Regions from separate parts of the Mus musculus genome. Here region 1 is linked to region 2. A link is a contact called in public Hi-C data. All regions are on one chromosome and are shown on one strand. The core of a region is the stretch at or near the end of the contact, and the rest is flanking DNA. Distances in the headings are between cores, read along the strand shown.

Region 1 (5,523 bases), core at 1,046-3,545, 610 kb before region 2:
TTTGTTTGTTTGTTTTTATAAATTTGTCCAACAAAATATAGTTTTCCACATTTTTATTGTTACTAGAGGGGTTAAGCTGTACCCGTTTGCTCCATTTATAATATTCTTTTGAAACAGCTGACTACTTCCTAGCTCAAATCATTACTGAGTTGTCATTGCACTCTCCTCGCCTTGGGATGGTTGTGCTGTTATTTTTTATTTATTTGTGGGAACTCTTTATGTAGTACAGATAATAATTTCAGTCCATAGCATAATACGTAGATAATTACTTCTGATGAGCTTGTTTGTCTTTTAGGTCTGACTCCTCTCACTGCTTGGAATCTTATTATTTTTAAGATTTATTTATTTAGTCTATGTATGTGAGTACACTGTCTTTATGCACACCAGAAGAGGGCATCAGATCCCACTCCAGATGGTTCTGAGCCACCATGTGGTTGCTGGGAATTGAACTCAGGACCTCTGGAAGAGCAGTCAGTGCTCTTACCCACTGAGCCATCTCTCCAGCCCAGGAATCTAAGAATCTAATTATTTTTATAGAGTTGAATTGCTGGTCATTTGCTTGATTTCTTCTGGGCTTGGTGTCTTTCTTGTATAAATCCTTCACAGAGCAAAGTCTCCTTCAGTAACCCCGAGTCTCACTTTCTGAATATTGTCTGATACTGTAATTTAAGGTCTGTAGCCTTCACTGAACCTAGTTCACCCATTCACCCTCCTTGCACAAGAGAGGTGCAACATCCCAGAAGACAGAATCTGGGAGCCTCCCCTCATTTCCTGCAGTACACACTGATGTATTTGGAACAAAACAAGCTGAACTCTTAGGAGCAGTTCCCCTTGGAGGATGAAGAGCTTCTTCAGAGCCCAGGGGAGCCCAGGAGGAGTGACTTGTTGACCCAGGGCTACCTGGGCTCCAGAGGAGAAGCTTGGGAGGCGATAGCAGCTTCCTTTAAACTGCTGACATGAATCACCCCACAGAAAACACCTGCAAACGCTCTAAAGAGTTACACACATCCACATGGACACGTGCCCAAGTGTTCTTGTGTGCACATGTCAAGATGCTCATACGAAGCACAGGCACACACATGTGGGCACAAATACATGGATGTATGCACACGAATGTCAGGATGAATACAGGCTCATCAAAGATCGCAGTGCTCCCTGTGCATGCACACTCCCCAGACACTGTGCACTGGCTTGGTCAGGCCCAGCAGGAAGTGGAGGTCGCATTCAAGCGCAAGGTCAGGGCCAAGTGACCAGGGAGAGAGCAGGCTGAGAGAGCCAGAAGTCCATAATGAAGCCGGGGGTGGGGGGTTGGGGGTTGGGGTGGGGTTGGGGTAGTGGCTAGCAGTGGCTCAGGGCAGCCCTTGCACAGAACGACCAGAAGGCTGACAGATGTGCTCCTCAGAGCGAGCCTGGAGAAATACTGATCTACTGAGATGAGTTCGGATGTGCAGAATCACATAGTGCAGCCTGCAGAAGTGCCCAGCGCGCTCCTACCCGAGTGAGTGCATAGCGCACAGACCTATGCACACAGCCCCTCTGTGCCAGCCCGTACATACACGTACACGTACAAACACACAGAGAGACACAATAAGCTGGGCCTGAAGCGATGTGCTAAGCAGCCTGGCCAAGCCTGAGCTCCTTGATCCCCACCCCCCTCCGTCCCCTCCCCCACAGCCAGCCCAGAGCCCAGCTCCTGAGCTGAGTTCTTTGTTACTCTCACCAAAGACTAAATCCCAGTAGGACAATGGGCCGACAAGGCCAGCACAAATCACCATCCCCTGCTCTTCGAGGGCCCCAACTGCTTGAGTGACAGCTGAATCAGATCCGGATTGGGCGGGGCGCGGGGGGGGGGCGGGGAGAGAAGAGGAGGCTCTCCTTCAGGCAAGCCCCCAGCCGCAGAGCTGGGAGGTCTCCTTTGCAAACCCCTTCCCCCCACTTCCCACCCACTTTCCTAAGGCGTACGGGGCCTTCAAGGCCTGGCAGCTGGGTCTCAGACTCTCCATTCGCCCTTACTCCTTCCTCACTGGTACACCCCAGCGTCATTACATCTTACCTTCCTAACCACTGCCAGGGCCCTGGCCAGGCCTCCTCTTCTCTTTTCTGGTCTCTGCCAGGGACTGTTTCCCAGAAGCCAGATCCTCCCACCTGGAGGAACCTTTCTGGAGCGTGATTCAAATCAGTTTTTCTCCAGCTTAAGAACCTTCAGTGGTTCCCCAAACCCCCTCAGACAGTCTTGAGCTCCGCTACCCTCGCGAGGCACCATCTGACCACTGGCCCCATTCCCAGCTTCCCCTGGCTCAACCAGAACAGCGGTCCAATGCTAAATCTCCCAGGCTCCCGTGGGCCTCTGCTCTGCAGCTCTCTGCTGGGAACCTTTCCCCACTGCACTAGGGACTTTTCTGAGACTGTGAGGTAAGACCAGGTGTTTTCCTTCCAACCAGCCCATAGTGGGCCGTGTTTGTGTAAAATAAAATAAAAACGAGCTGCTAGAGCAAAAAGTGAATTTAGTACAACGATGCTCACCCACCTGAGACCAGTATAGCAGTTTTCTGTGGCCTTAACCCTTTCCTCACCACAGGAGCCAGCAATCACACTCAGAGATGTTTAACCAGAGGATGCAAGCAAAGCTGATGAAACATGTGTATGTTTGGTGTCTTCATAATTGTCCAAACTGTAAAGGACTTACATAGCCTTCATGGTGGGCAGACATATGGTGCTGTATCTACACACACTGTCTTAGCATGCCATGGCAAGAACTGCAGACATGCATGATGTGGCCACATCTCCAGTGCACTGTACCAAGTGAAACATCCCAGCAAAGCCCCAGGCCCACCTCTGTGGACCCTCCCCTCCCCTCTCCTCCCACCTCCTAGGGCACAGCACTGGGCCTTTCATTCTTGCTTGCCCAGCATCCCTAACCCAAAAATCTGAAGTCCAAAGTGCTCCCAAGTGGGGAAATGTTCACACTTGACTTCATGTGATATCTCACAGACAAAAGGCAGGTATGCCAAAAACATTCTGTAAAATTGCTTCCCCAAAGCTCCAAAGTATTTGGTCCAAAGCATTTCAGATAAAAGATGCTTACGCTTGTATGACGTCAGGGCTGGGGGTGGGACAGATACAGGTTGGTGGAGACAAGATGCAAAGTTGGGATGGGTGACTCATGGTAAGAAGCAAGAAGGATGTTTAGTGGGTGATGAGCACCCGTGCATGGATTTGCTAGGGGCTGCGTGACACCTCACGGTTAAACGCTAGTTCTCTGCTCTCCTCCCACTGGGTTACCGCTATTCTACTTCTGTCTATGATGTGACCATTGTAGGTTTCTTACCTGACTGAAGCCATACCATGCTGACCCTTTCGGGTCCAACTTCTTTCCTTTAACGAAGTGCTTTCAAAGGGTGTGCATAAGAATGACATGGCTTCACTCTTTTCCAAGGCTAAATGTTATCCCCTAAGCACACTGTGTGTATCCTGTCTGTCTATACTGGGACATCTGGATGGTTTCTACATCATGGATACTGCTGTGAACATTGGTGACAAACACAGCCCTGCTTCTTTAAAAATCAACAAACAAAAGAACGTCACCTGTCAATTTGCTAAACATTTACTCTCAGTTTCATTATCCATCTCTCTGGAGTGGCGCAGCAAGCCCTATCTTCACCTTCCCTGAACCTACAGAGTGGATTTCCTCTCCCTTTCAGGCATCCTCCCCAAGCCTTGGGCTATGTCACATCTGCATAGAATGTTCAGAATGCATCACTCCCAAACAGGAAGAATTCTGAGTGTTGTTTAACTGTAGCACTGGGTTGGGTGAGGCCAGAGAGGATGTACAGCTCAGGGCAAGCCCCTCACAGCTGATGAACCAGACAGGGTGAGGGGGCTTGAGCACCCCCGCAGCTGGTTCCAGGGCCATGTTCTCTGCTGTAGGATGTGTGCATATAGCCCGTGTCCTCTGGAGTGAGGGCAGGAGTCAGGGCTTGCCCCCTCTGCTGTCTTATGCTCCTAAGAGTTCTTCTGGCTCATACAGATGTCCACCCCCACTTCAAAGGCAGAGATATTCAGTCAAGAATAGCCAATTTCTGTGTACGTGTGTCCGCACCTGAGACAGATACACAGATAGACCATGATGATCAAGAGATTATGTTCCTATGTTCACATGAATGCATGTGTATGCCACGTTATGTGTTACTTGTGAATGGAGGGCTCACTGTACGTGTGGGACCATGAAAGGTAGCCTGATTCCCAGTTGAGCTAAGGCTAGAAACCCCAGAGACCCTGAAGGGATGGTAGCAGTAGCAGTCTAATCTCCAGTAGAAGTCCTTCTGCACTCCCAGCCACAACCTGTCAAGCCAAAGACTCTCAAGGGACATGCCCCAGCTCCCCCTTCCCCTGACCCTGGCTTCAGGCTAGATTCAGCCTGCAGGGGCTGGGGGCTACTCCTCTTTTCTCAGCTCTTCCATGACTTCCAGTGGTGCCTGGATGTCCAAGACCCTGAGAACCAGACGCCCCGGCCGGCTGCCCAGTGCCTCAGACTGGGCTTTCCCACCTCCAGAGCAGTGTCCCAGGGCTTCCTACAGTTCAACACCTGCCCCAGCACCTGCATGGGGTAAGCCCGCCCCTGTGGCAGAGCAGACACAGGACCCCATAACCCTACGTATGTGCATGAGTGTGTGTGTGTGTGTGTGTGTTTCAGATTTTTTTAAAAATCAAGTTTTGAGTTATAAATAATCTCATTCAAACACCAGGGGTTAAAAGTGTAAACACATACACAATTAATTAAATGCTGAATTAAAGTCAGGACTGCACATATGTTTATACTTAAACACACAAGCGTATACACTCTGCCCAAGGCTGGACCATAAACACGTGCTAGAAACACACATGAACAGCTGCAACAAGCAGTCATTGCCAACATTTGTGATGTGTATCCCATGATTACTGCCTGTTCCATTCTAAGTTCTTTTTGTTTTTCGACACAGGGTTTCTCTGTGTAGCCCTGGCTGTCCTGAAACTCACTTTGTAGACCAGGCTGGCCTTAAACTCAGAGATTCACCTGCCTGCCAAGTGCTAGGATTAAAGGCATGCTGCCTGCCTCTAAGTTATCGCACACACACTTAGGATGAGTGTTTAATTTCCAGTGTTGTTATACAGACAAGGAAAACTAGTCTCACAGAAGTGACCTACCCCAGGTCTCAAAGCAGGGAAGTGGATGAACTGGGACTTGAACTTCCACAGGTGCAAGTCTAGATTCAAAGTGGGTAAGCGTTAGACTCTTCACTAATGTACAGTCATATCCATCGCGTGCTCACGAGTTTACACACAGCTCACATGTACTGACACATACAGATGCACATTCAGATAGTAACTTGTACACAGACATATGACACGTAAACACCTAGGCATAACAGTGGGCTCACGGTGTCAGCTTTGTGCAGTTGGGCACACTGGACTTACTGACATGAATGTATATGGAGTTACATTTTATCACCATCTGGGTCCTGACACAGACTAGCCCAGTTGTCA
Region 2 (5,606 bases), core at 914-3,413:
TGTTTGGTAGCTTAACCCTTACCAAGGATCACCAAACTGTAGAAATGTAAGTTCCTTCTGGTGTCCCCAGTTCCCTAAGTCTCTGTCTTTATGGAAATGAGGTGGCCTTAGCACACAGGACTGGGACAGAGACTGGGCTCTGGCCAGATGGACTTGCAGTGAGGTCTCTGGGCAGCATTCTGTCATGGCAGGGATAAGAGTTGGAAAGTATAAGCACCCTTGAATGTACCCAGGACTGGGCTAGGTACTCCATATCTCATCTATTCTTGTTCCAGCCCACTGAAGGCAGATGTCATTTCCCTTGGTCTTCATAACCAAGACTACAGAGATAGTAAGAGACCAGCTGGCCTTTGAGACCAGACCTACCTCTCAAGTTCTCAACAGATGGCTTTTGGCAGCCATAGGTAGTTGGTAGGGAGCTCCAGGCAGTCTTAGAGGCCTGGGCTCTAGGACAGCCAGGGGTTCAATGTGATTCAAGGCATGGTAGCTCAAGTACTAGAGACAGCTCTTGTGTACTGTAGTCTCATTATTGTGGGAATTGGGTAAACTGTAGGGTGCCCAAGCACCTGAGAACTTGAGGAAGCAATGTTGTCCCAAAAGAAGACTGGGTAGTGTCTGCCTCTGCCCCTAGCCAGGGCAAGAGGTAATTCACTGGCCGTGTTCTTGGGCTTCCCCTCTTCTGCAAGCATACCCACTGAGAGACAGACTAGGAGGCTAGAAGATATGTTGTACGGGACCCAGGGTTCCCAGGCCACAGGGACTATTATGTATTCTGGATGCATTCATAGACACCAGCCCACACTGGATGGAAAGAAACTCGAGAGACCTGGATCATGGAACTCTTAAGGGTCACAGAGAGGACAGCCTGACATGATTCTATGTCAGGATTTGCCAGGTCACTGGCTATAAACATGGCTGAGTACAACAGCTGCTGGCCTGGGTGGAAAAGCCATGGGATGGTAGGCACTCAGCCTTGACAGGAGGGATTGTGTAGCCCAGCACCTGTGGCTGGAGCTTGGCTATGACCAGAGGGTCTGAGGGGTCTTCTTAATAAGGAGAAAGAAAGAGCAAAAGAAAATCATGCTGGTGTCTCCTGGATGAAGGGCAGTGTCTGGAGCCACCAGGGAGAAGGGAGAGGCAGGCTGCTGTGGGCCACATGTGAAGCACTTTATCAGCTATTTATTATTTCTTGCTCACCATTAAAATCAAATGTACTTGGTGCTTTTGTATTCAATACACACTTAACCCTGCCGACTTAGATTTCTCAGGTTTTGAATCCGGTGGGGAATTGGCTGGCTTCCCAACTTTCCTCTCTAGTCCCCCCAAACAGATCTGGAAAGCCCTGTTTAGCATTCTCTCCCCTGGTGCTGCTGAGATCTTAGCAGTGGTGGGCCAGCCCCTGTTGTGTATGAGAGTGGTTTTCCCCTCCACCCAGGCTTCACCCTTGCTAAGCACCCCAGAAGAAGGATGGTACTGCTGAAATACACAGGGGTTTATCTGCATTGTCTTTGATTAAACCAGTTGTCTGTGTGTCTAGGCCTGGTTGTAGCCTGCCACTGCATGGGGTGTGTGTGTGTGTGTGTGTGTGTGTGTGTGTGTGTGTGTGTGTGAGAGAGAGAGAGAGAGAGAGAGAGAGAGAGAGAGAGAGAATGCACCATTACCTCTTAATGCCTGCCTTTGTGGATATCTGTTTGTAAGACTGTATATACACTGCAGTCTCTGAGCCCTGGTGCATTTGGGTGTTTGTCTATAATGATAATCCTACACCAGTGAGGAATGTGTGACTCTGGGTGGGTCTGTAACCACAGGGGTGACTGTCTCTGGTCCGTTGTGTCTTTCCCACCCTCCCTCACCCCTCCCTCCTCTCCCTCCTCTGTCTGTTTTATCATCCCTAATGAAGCAGTCTCCTCCATCGATCCTGCTGATTGCCAACCCATTCCTTTTGTTTGTTGGCGCTGAGCCATTCAGCAGCACTCTGACAGCTCAGCTCGTCTAATTAGCTCTGTTGTTCTTTTTCCCCATGTTTCACCACGTTGCAAGTTCAGTTGAAGTTGCCACAAACTTAATCCCCCCATTTCAGTGGCAAGTTCACATTCTTAACCTGTCTTCATTGTAGTAAGGAGCAGCCCTGTGTGGGACAAGCTGACAGGCCATAATGTCTGACCTTCCTGAACTCAGTCCCCAGGTCCCTGGCAAGGGCAGGAGAGCTCTTCCACCCAGCTGCATTCTCTTCCTTTGTAGGCAGAGTCTCAGGGATCCAAGAAGCCTTGCTGGGGAAACCACTTCCATATGAGAGTGGGGACAGATATAGCCATGTATTTATTCGGCAAATGTTGACCAAATGTCTGTTGAGTGGCAGGCACCTTTCTAATAACAATGACAACCACAGCAGTATTTACTGCTGTTAGATTCCAGACAGTAACATTGGCCTGTCTACAAATCTTGCTGAAGTTCCACTATGTACCAGGCACCTCACAGGATGCTAAAAGGATTAAGACTATCTGCAATCTATCTTCTTACAGGCACCTCCCCTCCTTCCTTTTGCTATTGATAAAAGGGGGCATCTCGATCACAAAGAAGCAGGCAAGCATTTCTGGAGCTCACACTCTGTGCAATGTCCACACCAGTGTGTTACCCACACCCTGTGGTTAAGTCTTAACAATAGCTCCGTGGAAGAAGACAGCATGTTTTGTGGAATGTTCTTGGCCTTTACCACATCTCTGATTTGCCAAAGACGTCTGAGCTCAGACTGGCCGCTCCACAGGAAAATCTTTGGTTTGGTCAGACGTGCGCAGACCTGAGGGTTCCATGAGACTCTATCGAGATTGGTCTTGTATGCAGCCAGCCTCTGTAATCTTGTTCCTAAGCCATTGTTTTGTGTCGCCCACCAGTTGCTGGGGGGCGGGAGGGTTGTTCTGAAGAAGGGTTGTTGTAATGGAGTGTGGGCACTGTCTTTCTCGTCTGTCAGCCAGTGTCTCATTGCAGCTGCAGAGAATGCATGCTCCCTATACCTGCTGCAATGCTGGCTCATCTGCATGAACAGCAGGAGCCACAGAGAGACATTCTCAGCTCTCTTCCCAATCTCTGTGACATTAGAAGTGGTCAGAGGTGATGGTACCATACACAAAGTCACATAATACTGATTAGACCAAATGAGACTCATTCTAAGAGTACCCAGAAATTCACAGCCTAACATCTATCACGGGCTCTGATGGGACAAGGAAGTGGGCATCCTTTCCTCTGTGGCTTCACTATTGTGGCAGCTCAGAATAACCCATCTACCCACAGTGTAGTAAGAGGTGAGTGTAGGAAGCTGCCTGCTGCCCTCGTGTGCCCACTGCCACCGTAAGCTGTGCTTTGTGCAGCATCCACTTTAGCCCTACTGGAAGACAGGGCATACGGTACCCTGAGAAGCAAGTTGGCTTAGCTGGGCACTCTGTGGAGTTGTCAGTTGCTCCCTCCTTCCCTTTAGAGAGGAAAATAAGTATCCTGTAATTCAGCTGTAAAAAAGTATTTTGAGTGTGAGTCCCCCAAACAAATGTGAGTGGAACCTCTTTGTTCCACACACTGAATTCCATAAATAGGGTGTTGCTGTTCTGCCTCCCATGTTGTTCACACCTCAGTCAGCTCTCTGAGAGGCCACTGGGTCTGCAGATGAGGAGAGCCTTTCTGGCTTAAATTCCAGAGAGCATATATATCCATATGCTGTATGTTAAGTGGTGGTGTTTACGTAATAACCAGGAGACCATGGTAGCCCAGGCCTGGAGAACCTGTAACCAAGCCCTCTGGGGCTGTTTACCCAAATGTTCACAGTGGACCTGTGGGGCCTTTTTAACTCACTCCTTCTTGGGGATTTCCCCATGTTCATCCTTAGGTACGGCCTCCTCGTCCACATGTCGTCAGGAGACCCAAGAGCAACATCACTGTGGAAGGCAGGAGGACATCTGTCTCAAGCCCTGAGCAGTGAGTACTATTGCTCCCTCTCATCTCTCCCCAGGAACCCAATGAGCCAGAGCTTTGTGGTGACCAAGCATGTAGCCCCAGCCTTCCTCTTGGAGGCTCCTTTGAAATGCTGAGCAGGTGTTAAATAAGGCCAGACAGGGAACTTGGTCATTGGTGTCAGAGTCTGAGCCTCTGTTGTCACATCAGGAACCTGGGCTGTGCTTTGAGTGGTGCAGCTCAAAGGCAGTCAGCCACATTCCAAAGGAAGCCCCAGGCCTCTTAACACTGAAGAGTCCACAGGTGAGAGTAAGCTGCCTTGTCAAAGAAGCGTTCCTGCAAGGCCAAGCCCCATTGTAGGCTTACTGCTCTTCAGTCTCCACGGCTTGAGCTTATCAGAAAGCATCCTCACCATTGCTCTCTCCTCAGCCATAGCACCTGTGCTATTAGGCCTTTCCTTCAAACTTCCCCCTGACCTAGAGGACCTCTGGACACCCTGTGACCCAGCCTAGAGCCAGCTTCAGTAACATCTTGAGTGGCTGTTAGATAGATGGGAGATGGAACCTGCAAGCTGTAGACAGTTCCAACCTGGAGAGAGAAACACTATTTCCCCTTGTCCTGGTATGCATAGCCCTAGGCTCAGCTATTCACCAGCTTCCTTGGATATCTTTAGAAATACTGTAGATATCACAGATCCATCTTGGCCTAGGGTGGTTTGAGGACTGAGGGGGAAAAACTATTCTTTGTGTGAAAGGGAAGAATGCCTCTCTTTGCAAAGAAGTGGTGCCAAAATAGAAATGATTCCAAAATGTCAGGCTATGGCCTACCTCAGTGTACTTCATTTCTCCCATAATCCTCTGCTTTATAGATCCAGCCTTCCTGAATGGTAAAGACCATTCAGGGAGAACACCAGAGTGGGAAAATATATGTTTATTTCTGGAGATGCTTGGATATGTGAGATTTTGAAGAGGGGATACCTGAAGTGAGGGCATATTTAACTTGGGCTCTACACATTGCTGTGGTGGACATAGTGAGGGACATCTCCTTTGCCGTGGCTTATGACTGCCCCCTTGTGGTGAGAATGCTGCATGGCTCTGGGTTTCCTCTTGCCTTAAAGATTTCTCTTGGAGGGAATGGAATTAGCCACCTCTTCATAGCTGATCTAAGTGTCCTGGGATAGAAACCACGGACCTGTAGCTATTGAGTCTTAAATTAAGGATATCCTTGTATAACACACGCACACATCCCAGACTGGCAGCAGTCCACATCCTATGGAAACGCATTCCCCACTTTGTGGTCCTGATTAGAGATTGGACTCACCACCCACATTTATTTATGCTGTTCCTGTTCCAAACCCAGTGACAGGAGTAATTCTTTAGTGTGTGCAAGAAGCTGGCTGTGTCAAGAAGGTAGCTCTTCCTGGTAATTGCCCTAGCCCGGTCGGCATCACTTCAGTATTTTCGTGTAATGTGCCTGTCTTAGATTTCTTTCCAGAAAGCATCAAGTTGAGATGAACTGGGCAAGAGTGTGGGGGCTGGTTCAGAGGGCTGGCAAACACAGTGACAGGAATCAAAAGACACCTCACTGCAGCTCAGACTGGCCAGCGGGTAGCAAAGGATGTTCTAAGACGTCATCGCTAGGGTTTCTCTTCACATTTTCTTAATGAG

Evidence for each region. A called contact is a pair of places that touch in the nucleus more often than the background predicts.
Region 1: a Hi-C map of the N1E-115 cell line shows a contact between it and region 2, with 13 times the contacts expected there. The contact joins two enhancer-like sites. A contact is called at or near these places in 3 of 15 datasets of contacts at CTCF or cohesin (embryonic stem cells, large pre-B cells and pro-B cells), 8 of 484 Hi-C or Micro-C datasets (the G1E-ER4 cell line, the N1E-115 cell line, cerebellar granule neurons and 3 more), 1 of 115 datasets of contacts at active chromatin or transcription factors (embryonic basal ganglia) and 1 of 9 other capture datasets (embryonic stem cells).

What each region holds. Positions count from the first base shown.
Region 1 is chr2:38,420,828-38,426,350 of GRCm38.p6, reverse strand. No RefSeq gene overlaps it. Among named protein-coding and RNA genes, the nearest start is that of Gm13584, 55 kb to the right of the region's middle. Within about 2 kb of position 2,295, at least 61 of the 459 cell types and tissues checked have an H3K27ac peak or open chromatin away from gene starts, as enhancers often do. A contact at or near this core is called in the N1E-115 cell line and embryonic basal ganglia, where this site is marked.
Region 2 is chr2:37,815,273-37,820,878 of GRCm38.p6, reverse strand. Dennd1a (DENN/MADD domain containing 1A) reads left to right here. Exons shown (of 23, transcript NM_001362973.1): 20 at 3,875-3,963. Among named protein-coding and RNA genes, the nearest start is that of Crb2, 42 kb to the right of the region's middle. Within about 2 kb of position 2,163, at least 24 of the 459 cell types and tissues checked have an H3K27ac peak or open chromatin away from gene starts, as enhancers often do. A contact at or near this core is called in the N1E-115 cell line and embryonic basal ganglia, where this site is marked.